Regions from separate parts of the Capsicum annuum genome. Here region 1 is linked to region 2. Evidence: chromatin contacts called from public Hi-C data. All regions are on one chromosome and are shown on one strand. Each heading gives the region's core, a stretch centred on a gene start, on an enhancer-like site or on the middle of the called end of the contact. The rest is flanking DNA. Distances are from core to core; before and after follow the strand shown. Region 1 holds the start of LOC107878737. Region 2 has its middle 6.0 kb from the start of LOC107878670.

Region 1 (5,485 bases), core at 885-3,384, 280 kb before region 2:
CCAAACAAGGAAAAATAGGAAAATATCTTTCAGAAACATTTTTCATCATACCAAACACACTTCAGTATTAATTTTCCTGCAGGGAATTTTGCCTTTTGGTATGTAGAGCAGGTGAAGCATATCCAGAAAACATTTTACATCAATACCAAACACACTTCAGTGTTAATTTTCCTGCAGGGAATTTTTCCTTTTGGTATGTAGAGCAGGTGAAGCATAGACATTAGTCTTGTCTTATAATTCAGAAATGACTTTTATACTTATCTAGAACATCCCACATGGAAAAAGAATTTCCAAGAAATAAATCTATACTCCTCACAACATTCTTTTCCAGATCAAACATATATTAATGAACAGATAAGACTTTTATTTACTAGTACATCAGCAGCAGCTCAGCAATCAGCATTATCACTTGTTGAATTAAACAGCACCAGATACTATTATACTATAAGTGCTCCACGTAAATCAGAAGTTCATTTTCCATCGATACCTTCACTTGCGAACATTTGCTTTAAAGGAAGAAAATAAGGGTCAAAGTCGTCAGAACAAATCCATGCAGCATGGACTTTGAAGCACGAAAAGCAATGTTATCATAAGCTAGGAAGTGCTCAGCAACATTAAAATAACCTGTTGACATATTTCAGAATAAGTTTAACTTCCATCAGCATATATAAATTAAACGTTTGTTTCTTTAGAAATACTCTCCTTGGAAACAAATCATATCCAATATGTTTTTCAGCAGAACCTACGGGACAGTTTTGTGTAGTAAAGTGGAGAAAGTTTAACCTCTTTTAGGGCCATCGCTACATCCCTCCTTGATAGTCTCTTCGACCGCTCTAATGGTGGCCTTATTGTAAAACCTGAAATGCGATAGTATGTTTTCAAGACAATTTAACACATGGTGAGTCTCCTCCAAGCATGGTCCTGTGCAGTATTGATCAGTATATTCAGGTGGTACATGGAGCTCCCCTGTCTCGGTCAATCTATAAGACTCCTCACAACGCCGGTATATCTGCATCTTCATTTGAAATAAGTTACTCATCCTTATTGCATTTCAGAAAATCATGTAGGTGAAAAATAGGCAAAGATTAGGTGAGGACATCCATGTATATCATGTATGGGTAAGAAGGAGTTACATGCTTATCGGTGAAACATTGCAAAGCTTTGGAGAAAAGATAGTCAGGTTGAGCATCAACTGTGCCACCACCATATTCATGAGGTGAATATTCTCCGTTTGTGCCTCCATAGTTGGGCAAATATTCATTTTCAAGAACTCCTGCAGCGGCGGTTTGAGTTTCATAATCATCTGCTTTACCTATCAACAACAATTTACGTTCACATAATCAAACTGTACGCTATAAACTGTCCTACACGCCATATGACTTGGAAAAATCAGCAATATAATGGAGCAAGAAGAAAAAGTAGAAACCATATGTCACCTTGTGTGGAAGGGAAAAATAAGAAACAGATCACGGCTAAAGCTTGAAGAGAATGTTTCATGTTAATGGAAAGTTCCATCACAAAAATTGAGTAGATGATGGCAGACATACTATAGAAGAAAGAACAAGTTAAGTTGATTTTATAAAAACAAGAGTATGCCTCAAAACCAGGAGTAGTGCTTCTTGCTGTATTGCACACGTAATAGACTCCAGCAAGTGAATAATTTCTCCAAGGTTAAGAACAACAAAAAATTGGGCAATGTTCTACCTGCAGAATGGTTGCAGATATATATATATTTGAAGCTTTTAAGTTATGGGATGGCATGGTAAAGAAACTTATAACTGAAGAATCTGCAAGAATCAAGTAAAACAAAGATAAATTCCATGGGGAAAAGTAAAAACAATAGGTGATCTGCTCGATGGAAAGTTGAAATATTGGATGTTTTAAAAAGGTGACTAATTAAATTGAAGTGCACTGGCCAACAAACCAGACTTTACTTGCTTGAGGTTTTTTGCATGGAAAATCAAACCTAAAAAGATCCATTCTTGCCCCACAAGTTACCCTTTCTACTTTTTTATTCAACATTCCGCATCCGAAGCTCACCTGCCCAACAAATCATATTCACTTCGATAGGCTAACCTTCCTACAGAAAGTTTCTCCATTCCTATAGCTTGAATCTGAGATGTTTAATTGAATGATGTGAAAGGAATCTCAACTGTCACACGCTCCTCAAAGGTAAAACCTTGACGGAGGGTTACATGGAGGAATACAATAACTTATAATCTTAGGTGAGAAGAAGCAACAGAACACCCAACTTCAAGAAATAAACAAGATGTCGTAGCTTTGGTGGGTAAGGACACGGGTCAGTATGAAGACCTAAAATCATTCTTTAGATAAGCATATCAAGAATTCGTGTTGATGTGTTCGCATTAATGAAATATTATATGTCAGAGAACAAACAGACTAATTGCTAATACAGATTAATTCACAATTCAACAAACTTCCAAGAGGAACTTGCAACGGCTCCTCATACACGCACTAACAGAAATACATTGATACAGGGGATTGTGTCTTGATGATTGCTTAGCCAGGACTTTTGGAGAAATAATGAAATATGGTCAAGGACCAATCCCAGCTTCCATTTTGGAAATGTTACAAGGGACAGCATCACTTCTTCGAAATCTTTCTTTTACTAATCTGCTCGGCTAAGTACCGAGTAGCGATGAACTTGTCATTGTACATGTCCCCTTTAAATCCCAAAAGAATAACCATCCTAGCCTCAAAAGGCCAACTTAGAACATTACATCGATACTTTTTTTAAAAGAAAAAAAATTATACATGCTGAGCTAAAAGTTCTCAAATGACATAGGCGCTCAAATATCTCCATATCCTACATGATGAGAGGCTTAAACCACACGTAGGAACATATACTGCTTGTTAGCTTATGCCCTGCCCTCTTCACATGGGTAAAGGAAATTAGTAGAGAAAAAACTTCACAGAAGCTGCCAGAAGCTGCATGAACACACACTGAAATCAGTCACGACTCACGAGTACTGTGAACTCCACCTAGACAAGAATAAAGATAAACTAGAAGAAAAAGTCTCTTCACCATGTAGGAAGTCAGAGAAAAACCTTTATACAAACTAATACCCAGGTTTAATGTATGAGATCTAAACAAGGAGCTCCATCTTCATACTCACAGTGAATTATCTACAACGGGTAGAAAACTCCATTTCGGATTTGTCATTGTTACACGCCAGGAACTTCCTTCTTTTCCCTTTAGTCAGGTCCTTGGAAGGAAAATCAGATTTCTTAAGATCAAGAGAGGTGTTTAATATAAGCATCACCATATGTTTTCCCAATCTCAGCTCATTCCCTTCCTGTGGAAACACAAGTAAAGACGGAAATAACTGTAAGTTAAAAGTATTCATCCTCATTTTAAGGAAAAATTTAGTTGAAATGTCAAATATTACCACAATCTCAATCCACGTAGATTTAGAACATCAATATTTCACAGAGGAGTTAATAATTTGAAACTTTTGCCATCCAATACAAGCAAATTAAAAGAAAACCAGCTAAAACAATATAAATCCAAACAGATATAAATATCAAGCTTTCTTCAGAGGAGATGAAGATAAATTTGTTGTTTCTCCAGGCAGATCAATCACAGACTGCTGCTCCTTGGAAACGCACAGTCAATCCTCATATAAAAAGATACAACTACTACACCAGAGCCACAGACACACAATTGCACAAGTGAATTTTAACCCCAAACACTTCTCTGACAGGAGTCCCAGAAGACAAGAATAATATTAATACACACTTGTACTATGAGTACCTGAAGTATTATTTTTGAAACTGGTAACATTTGTATTTAAGTCAGTACTTCCTAAGTACTGAAAAACCATATTTACAAATAAAAAAAGGAAGTACGTACCTAAAGTAGAGCTCAGTGGCGGAGAATTCTATCAACTTTCAACAGCTAAAAGATTGGAATTCCTTTGAAGCTAAAGACTCAAGAGGTATAGCAGACGTCTATTAAAAGTAAAAGGTGTTCATATGTAGCCATGAGACTTGGAGTGCCTGTGTAACATATCTTATGTAGGTACCTAACATTGTGATAGCTAGGCAACACCACCTCAATCTTATGGTATAAAGTTGTTCAGCAAGAGTTATCCAAACGTGAACTACAGCAGGGAATCACACTTCAAATATCTGCATCACGTATCTATCAGTTCTGCAAGTTCATTAACACGACAAAATCTCCAAGTACACGAATGGTTGATATGCACAATATTGTCCTACAGGAACAGCCAACATCCTTATGCACTTCTACCAATTCTTCAAACTCCTACCTCTTATATTCAAAAATATGGTATTGATACAAGACAAAGAAAATACTTATATACAATTATTGTTTTTTATAATGGTAGTGTTAGGAGCAGCGCGGATGCATCTAGACTAATTCACTTGTTACGTGCTACTTTCCACCAATACAGGTAATTAGGTAACTCTGGCCACTAAGACTTGGAAAAATAGGAAGACATCACCTAGCTTTTCTGTATAAGCTGGAATTTGAGCCATGATCTCCAATGGTCCATTCCAGCTTCATTAATTGCTAGGTAACACCCTTGGCTACTATACAAACATTATATAACATGCAGACCGTAATTTATAACTCAAATCGAAGCAAATTATTTATGCAAACTGGAGTATCCTTGTTATACCAAAAATACAATTAAATGCGAAAGGAACTTAAATCAAATACTGTTACTTTTTTCTTGTTATTCAAAAAAAAAAAAATTAAGACGGTACGCTATGGATTTTTAATCCTTCAAACATTTCTACTAAACCATTCTTTCCAAATTTTATAAGAAATAGCAGCGTATTCTTTTTGGGGGCGGCCACCATCTTGTCCTCCAATAAGCCATTGTCTACGTAGCCATTCTAGGAGTATCCCACTAAATATTGTAGACACAGGAGAATTTGATGAAGAGCGGGACCCCACAGTGCTCTAGATGTTCTTTTCTGTGGGGAAGCTGTAGAACCAGTCAATCACTTGTTCATCCAATGCAAAGACACTGGTCACTCTGGAGTCTATTCCTCAGGCTCAAAAACATCTCCTGTTCCATGTTTGGTAGAATTTCAGAGGCCCCATGCAGCTGGGAAGAAGCAGGACAACAAGCAACGAACAGAAGCAACTGGAAAATTATTCCTGCTACTATTTGGTGGACTATATGGAAAGCGAGTAATTTTAAGAGTCTTTTAGAATAGAGAGACTAATATGCAGCAAGTCAAACTGAATTGTATTTTGACTTCGTGTTTTTGGTGTTATCTGATATACTCTAATGATACTGTCTGTATCATTGATGTCTTAGACTCATTATAGTAGGACAGTACCTTTCTAAGGGAAGCGAGGCTGAGATGGTTTGGGCATGTGATGAGGAGAAGCACGGATGCCCCAGTACGGAGGTGTGAGAGGTTGGCTAGGGACGGTTTCAAGCGTGGTAGAGGTAGACCGAAGAAGTATTGGAGGGAGGTGATTAGA
Region 2 (5,667 bases), core at 1,458-3,957:
AGCCTTTAAAACCAGAGAACTGGATAAGGGTTCAATTAACACTCTAAGAAGGTTTTTAAGGCACTTAGGAGCGTCCGTTTAAAACGATTTACCAAAAAGAACTAACTTGACTAACTAAACGTGGCTAATTTTTACGAAGACTTGATTTTATAAAAAATATTACCTTTAACTATTTTTTGAAGACTTAAAATGACATTTGTCAACCAAGTGAAAATTAGTCCAATTTAACTTGAGAAAATTTCCTATAAAGAAGGTTGAGCTAAACCCGTTTTTTTCATAAATTATTCTTTCAAATAAAAGGGAGAAATAAAGTGATTTTTACATATCATTTTTGATTAAAAAAATATTTGTCTTTAAAGAAAAATATCAATTTAAACAAATTATGAGCCTTGACTAATTAGTGAAAATATTTTTATTTTTTGCAAAGGAAATTGATTTTAGGTCGATGAGAATTCTTTTTAACTTAAATGAACTACTTTGACACGTTGATAAAATAAAATGTCATTTGATTATTTTTTTTAGAAAAAATTATTTTAAGAAAAAACATAAAGAAAGATATATTTTTATTAATTTCGAATATTACGCTATAAAATAACAAAGGAAAAATACAGAGATAAACAAAAATAATGATTCGAAGGGGATTTATAAAAGTTAACCAAATTAATAATTTAAGGCAAACATATTATCAAATAGGATTTACAAGGAGATGAATAAGAAGAATTAAAAGATGGGCCTTTTCCAAATCTAGAAAACTTTTGGGCTCATTCTTTATGGACTTTTGGTCCATTTCTGCAGTTGTATACCAGCTGTATACTGACTGTATATCAGCCTCGTTTTACTGCATTTTTTCTGTATATACGCTGTATAACAGCATGGAAAACCTTTTATTCTTGCTAGCTTTACCATAAGTCATCTCTTGACTTATATCAGCCACTTTTAACCTGTAAACCTCATATATCAGGCTTATACAAATGTATACCAGCCTCGTTCCTTCAAAAATGAAGGCATTTGGAACTTGTAGAAGATGTAGGCCTAGTCCATCGAGAAATGTAGGAAATGGAGTCCGCTGAGACTCAAGTCGGTGTCACGTGCATCAAGAAAATATAAAGATTGGAATTTATTCAAATAGTACTAATATAACTAGTTAAGAAAGCAACACTTAAAAAATTGTTATTAATATATGTCCACTATTAACTCTAGAATTAATTTGTATGGAGTAAAAGAGTTTAGAAATTTCAAGACAATATCGAATTTTAAACGGCAATTGCAACGTGCACGTAGAAGATGGATCAAATGCAGCACAATGAATTATTTGCAAGAGAATGAATTAATCGTGCCAACTTTAGAGAGACATTATTCTATTTCAAATAACAAAACCAATGACAAGGCAAATCTAAGGAAGTAAAATTTATTTGGTACATCCGTAAACACTAATAACCAATATGGAAAGCAATGGAAAAAGGAAAATCGACTTCCGAGCCACTGTTTTCCAAGCAATACAGAGAAACAAAAAGGCAAATTTTCTCTTTGACAAAATATACTTATTAACAAAATCAAGAAATCCACACAGAAGTTTAACTTGTTGAGTGAATTTTCATTCCCGCAACAAACAAGAAAAAGAATAAATAATTTCAAAATCTGACATACCACCAAACAACACAAATAACGAAACATAATAAGATGCAGCCTAGGAACTACAGGAACACAGCCACCAAATCGACAAAAAATATAAGAAAATCCTAAGTTCCTACAGCAAACAGTCTCAGCCATTATGATAACGAGAGAAGTCTATAAAGAAGACGGTGAAGAACAATCAACTAAACAGTCTCAGCCATTATGATAACGAGAGAAGTCTATAAAGAAGACGGTGAAGAACAATCAACTAAAAGAAAAAAGGAAGATGTGTTAACCTTTTTCCCGGGCAGCGAATGGGATTACGAGTTTTTCAAGGATGAAACCTTCACCACGGCCAAAACTAGATTCCAAAATCAATAGTGTTCAACTGAATTCGTTGGAAATTGATTTTTCGAGTTTTCTTTCCGGATTTTTGGTTGCGTGAGGTTAGAGACACGCGTCTCCAGAACACCCTTTTTTTTCCTAAAATTCCTCCTCTTTTCCCGTATCCTTCAACCACTATTTATAAGATAAATTGGGGGAGAAAATGGGTTTCGAATTTTGAAAAAAGGATGGATTTCAAATCTAAAATTTCAACCAATTCTTAAAAAAGTTTCACATCCATAGTGAGACAAAGGCCATATTTTGTACTCAAAAATCAGTGGAGAGAAGGAGGAAAGAGTCGTTACTTTGCTTGGTCAAAGGAGGTGAATTGATTTTTTCCCCAAATTGATGAACCACCAACTGAAAAGATGAGAGCATTCTGCATTTTATCCATAAAAGACTATCTGACAAGGCAAAATAGTAAATGAGACGTCTGGAATTTTGTCGTTATTGATGTGGTGCTACCGTCGTTGTTGGCTGCTTGTGGTTACAGCATTGAAATTGTACGCTGTTGTTGAGGTTGTCGCTGTTACGTCGTTTGTGTATTGAGTTAGTGACGAAATCGGGTCTGGGGGTCGGGTTTTGCACGTTGTTGCTCGTTGTCATCGTTATTTGTTAACAACTGTTGACTGTTGTTGATAACGTCGTCGGTGAGTACCGGGTTTTGGCTGAAGAGAAATAAAAGGGGGAGATCGGGTCGGGTCGACGATGGTGTTGGGCTGGACGGGTCATGGGCGGCTGATTGTTGAAGTTGGGTCTGTTGGGCTTGTTTAGGAAGGGCTGGGATGGTGTAATTGGGTAGGTTAGAATTAGGCTATTATTAAATTGGGCAAAATGCAAAAATAGCATACTTATACCCTTAATTATGAGTTTCATAGCAACAGTTTTATAATTACATAATATAACAAGTTGTATTTTGTATTTTTGCAAACTGTTGCTACAAAAATACAAATACATATGATTTTCACTGCCTTTACGATCGATATATATTTTGTATTTTTGCAAACTGTTGCTACAAAAATACAAATACATACAAATACATATGCTACAAAATGTAATTTGATAAAAGTGTTGTTATTTTTTGTAATTTAATACTTAAATATGCTACTTTATGTATTTTTTACTATTAAATATCCTAATTATTAGGATTTTAGTCAATTATGTTTAAATCATAACCTAATTGAAAATTGATTGGCCAATTGCACCGTAATTGTGGCCAAGTTGATTTCAATTAAGGTCAAATTTAATTAATTGGCTAAATCTTATAAAAAATTAAAACAAATTAATAACTAATCTAATCTCAAGCTTCTTCGTTCAATAAAATCAAAACATGTATCAAATAAATTATTTCTCAGATCAAATTATGTTTTAACCAAAATTTTACCCATTTGAATTAATTTAGAGATAACCTTTTATTAAAAATCTATTTTTAGTACAATAGTTATTTAAGTAACAAAATAATACATTCTTGTATACGAGAATACGAAAATATATATAATTCGTTTCTTAAATGGCAAATTTTACGCAAATAAGTATTTTAGAAAAAAATTATCTAATAAAATAAATATTTCAATTTTATTTATAATCGAAAAAACTCAGAATTAAATTTAGTTGTGGAAGGTAAACTTAGGTGTCAACAAACTTAAAAATGCAACTTGAGGCTAAAAACCTAAGTTGGGGGTGGTGAAGATTGAAAGAGGTAACTTTGGACCACGAAGTTGTAAGTGAGTGCCTAAGAGCTTAAGTATTGAGAACAAATGAATAAGAAAAAAGATAGGATTCAACAAAGGAAAGAAAAGCACGAAATGTGCAAGAAAAAGAAATGAAAAGAAAATGGGTGAGCCAAGGAAATAAAATAGGCACATGTGTAAAGGGTAAAAACAAAAGAAGTGACTCTTGGTCAAAAGTTGGATGGAATAGTGTGATGTAGATGTTCAAGAACGGTATAGTCATGTTGATCCTAAATAATATCCTACCCTACCCCAAACCTATGTTACAAGATCAAAAAGCCCTTTGAGATCTTCGATCAAGTGTATTCATTGTAGTGGCGATTGAAAATATGGACAAGCCTATGGCGTGGTACTTGTTAGCATCGAGAGTCCTCGAGAGAGAGAGAGTTTTACACTTAAATATTTCATTGCATATTTGATAAATTGGTGTGTGAATCTTCCTTCTTGTGAGGAGGCATGTAAACAAGTTGAGGTGGGTGATTTTGTCATCTTCCAAAAAATAAGTCAAAAGGAGTATAATAAAGTTGAGGTTAAAGGTAAGTCACTTATAGAGTATTAGTGATTGTTGCATGGTTGCTCTTTGAAGTCTTTTGCACTCTTGAACATTTCATTTCATGTTAAGAGAGGTTGTGAGATTAACTTTGTCCATGTTTGAAGAGCTACTTGTGGTAATAACTAAGCTTCAAGTCATTGTGATCATTGGATCATCTAATTTGGGAATAAATGCACATTATCTCATGGAAAGAGGTAGTGTTGCTTGAGGACAAGCAAAACTCTAAATTGGGGTTTTTGATGAGTGACGAATTTACCATTCATTTGCACTCAACATTTGTCCACGCTACTATGAATTGAATGTATAAATGAGACATATTTGTCATTAAATGTACTATTTTTCACATTTTACAGGCATACAGGTTATGAGATGGAAAGATGTAAATCTGAACTAAAAGGGATCAAAAAGGAGAAAAGAAGTGCAGCTAGAAGACCTGAAGTAGAAACCAGCCTCAGTTACCGTAATTGCGGCCAGTCAATCTAGGTCAAAGCGATGCGATCGCGAAGTTTTGACCACGGTCGTGGTAGCCGCAGTCTCGGACAAGTGTCAACGATCGTGACAACGCAGAATTGTACCCGAGGACAGTTTTGTAATTTCACAACAACCGTCCTCAATTTCCTTAGGAGGCTCAAACCCTTTCTCATGGAGAAAAATCCCCAATTTTGAAAATCTCTTCCACCATCTAGTTTTCAATTTGGAGAAAACATTATTGTACTAATTTTGAGGTGAATAATACATTAGAGTAATTTCTAAGTGGAGGATTAGCATTTTCCTTTGAAGATTTATTGAAACTTAAAGTTTGGATTTGCATCTTTTTTATTTTTTATGAATCTATTTGATGGAGATTTGGGTATATCTTTATTTATTATCCTTGTGAGTTGTTAGCTCTCCCTCTTGGGGTTATGTTTAAATAGGGTGCAAATATGTGTGGGTTGTGATTGCTAGCTTAAATTCTTGGTGAAAGTTTTTGGGTTTCACAAATGTTTGCTTATAAAATGGAATTTATTGGTGAAAGCCTCAATTTTTCTAAACACCATATCATCCTTGAAAGAGAGATGTGAGTAACATGAGCATTTATGAACAATAAGATAGATAATAGTTACTCCATTTTTATTGTCTTAGAAATAAGGATAAAATGTGGAATTGCTATATCTTTGGCATCTTCTTAGAAATAGGGATGCCCAATTGAGGTTTGGTAACGATTGGTTGACCACACCCACGAGGTACTCGAAAGAATCCACGGGTGATAGTTTGATACTTTGTTGAAAGGCTAGTATCAAAATCCCTAGCCGAGCCTATCCACACATACTTTAGCTAAGATTTGGAGTTGATTTTCATGTACCCACACACTAGTTACCCCTAGTAAACCATAGCTTCAAGATTCGT

The links. Hi-C and Micro-C count contacts between places; a contact is called where the count stands out from the background.
Region 1: a Hi-C map of placenta shows a contact between it and region 2, with 4 times the contacts expected there. The contact joins the promoter of LOC107878737 here to the enhancer-like site in region 2. A contact is called at or near these places in 2 of 5 Hi-C or Micro-C datasets (bud and placenta).

The regions. Positions count from the first base shown.
Region 1 is chr1:125,422,028-125,427,512 of UCD10Xv1.1, reverse strand. It overlaps LOC107878737, which reads right to left and starts at 2,134. Exons shown (of 4, transcript XM_016725845.2): 1 at 1,437-2,134; 2 at 1,134-1,312; 3 at 784-1,015; 4 at 208-624. The coding sequence starts at 1,545. The coding sequence ends at 509. LOC107878704 (putative pentatricopeptide repeat-containing protein At3g16890, mitochondrial) reads right to left here. Exons shown (of 3, transcript XM_047407309.1): 2 at 3,875-4,152; 3 at 2,340-3,317.
Region 2 is chr1:125,139,376-125,145,042 of UCD10Xv1.1, reverse strand. No RefSeq gene overlaps it. Among protein-coding and RNA genes, the nearest start is that of LOC107878670, 6.0 kb to the right of the region's middle. Within about 2 kb of position 2,707, at least 5 of the 5 cell types and tissues checked have an H3K27ac peak or open chromatin away from gene starts, as enhancers often do. A contact at or near this core is called in bud, where this site is marked.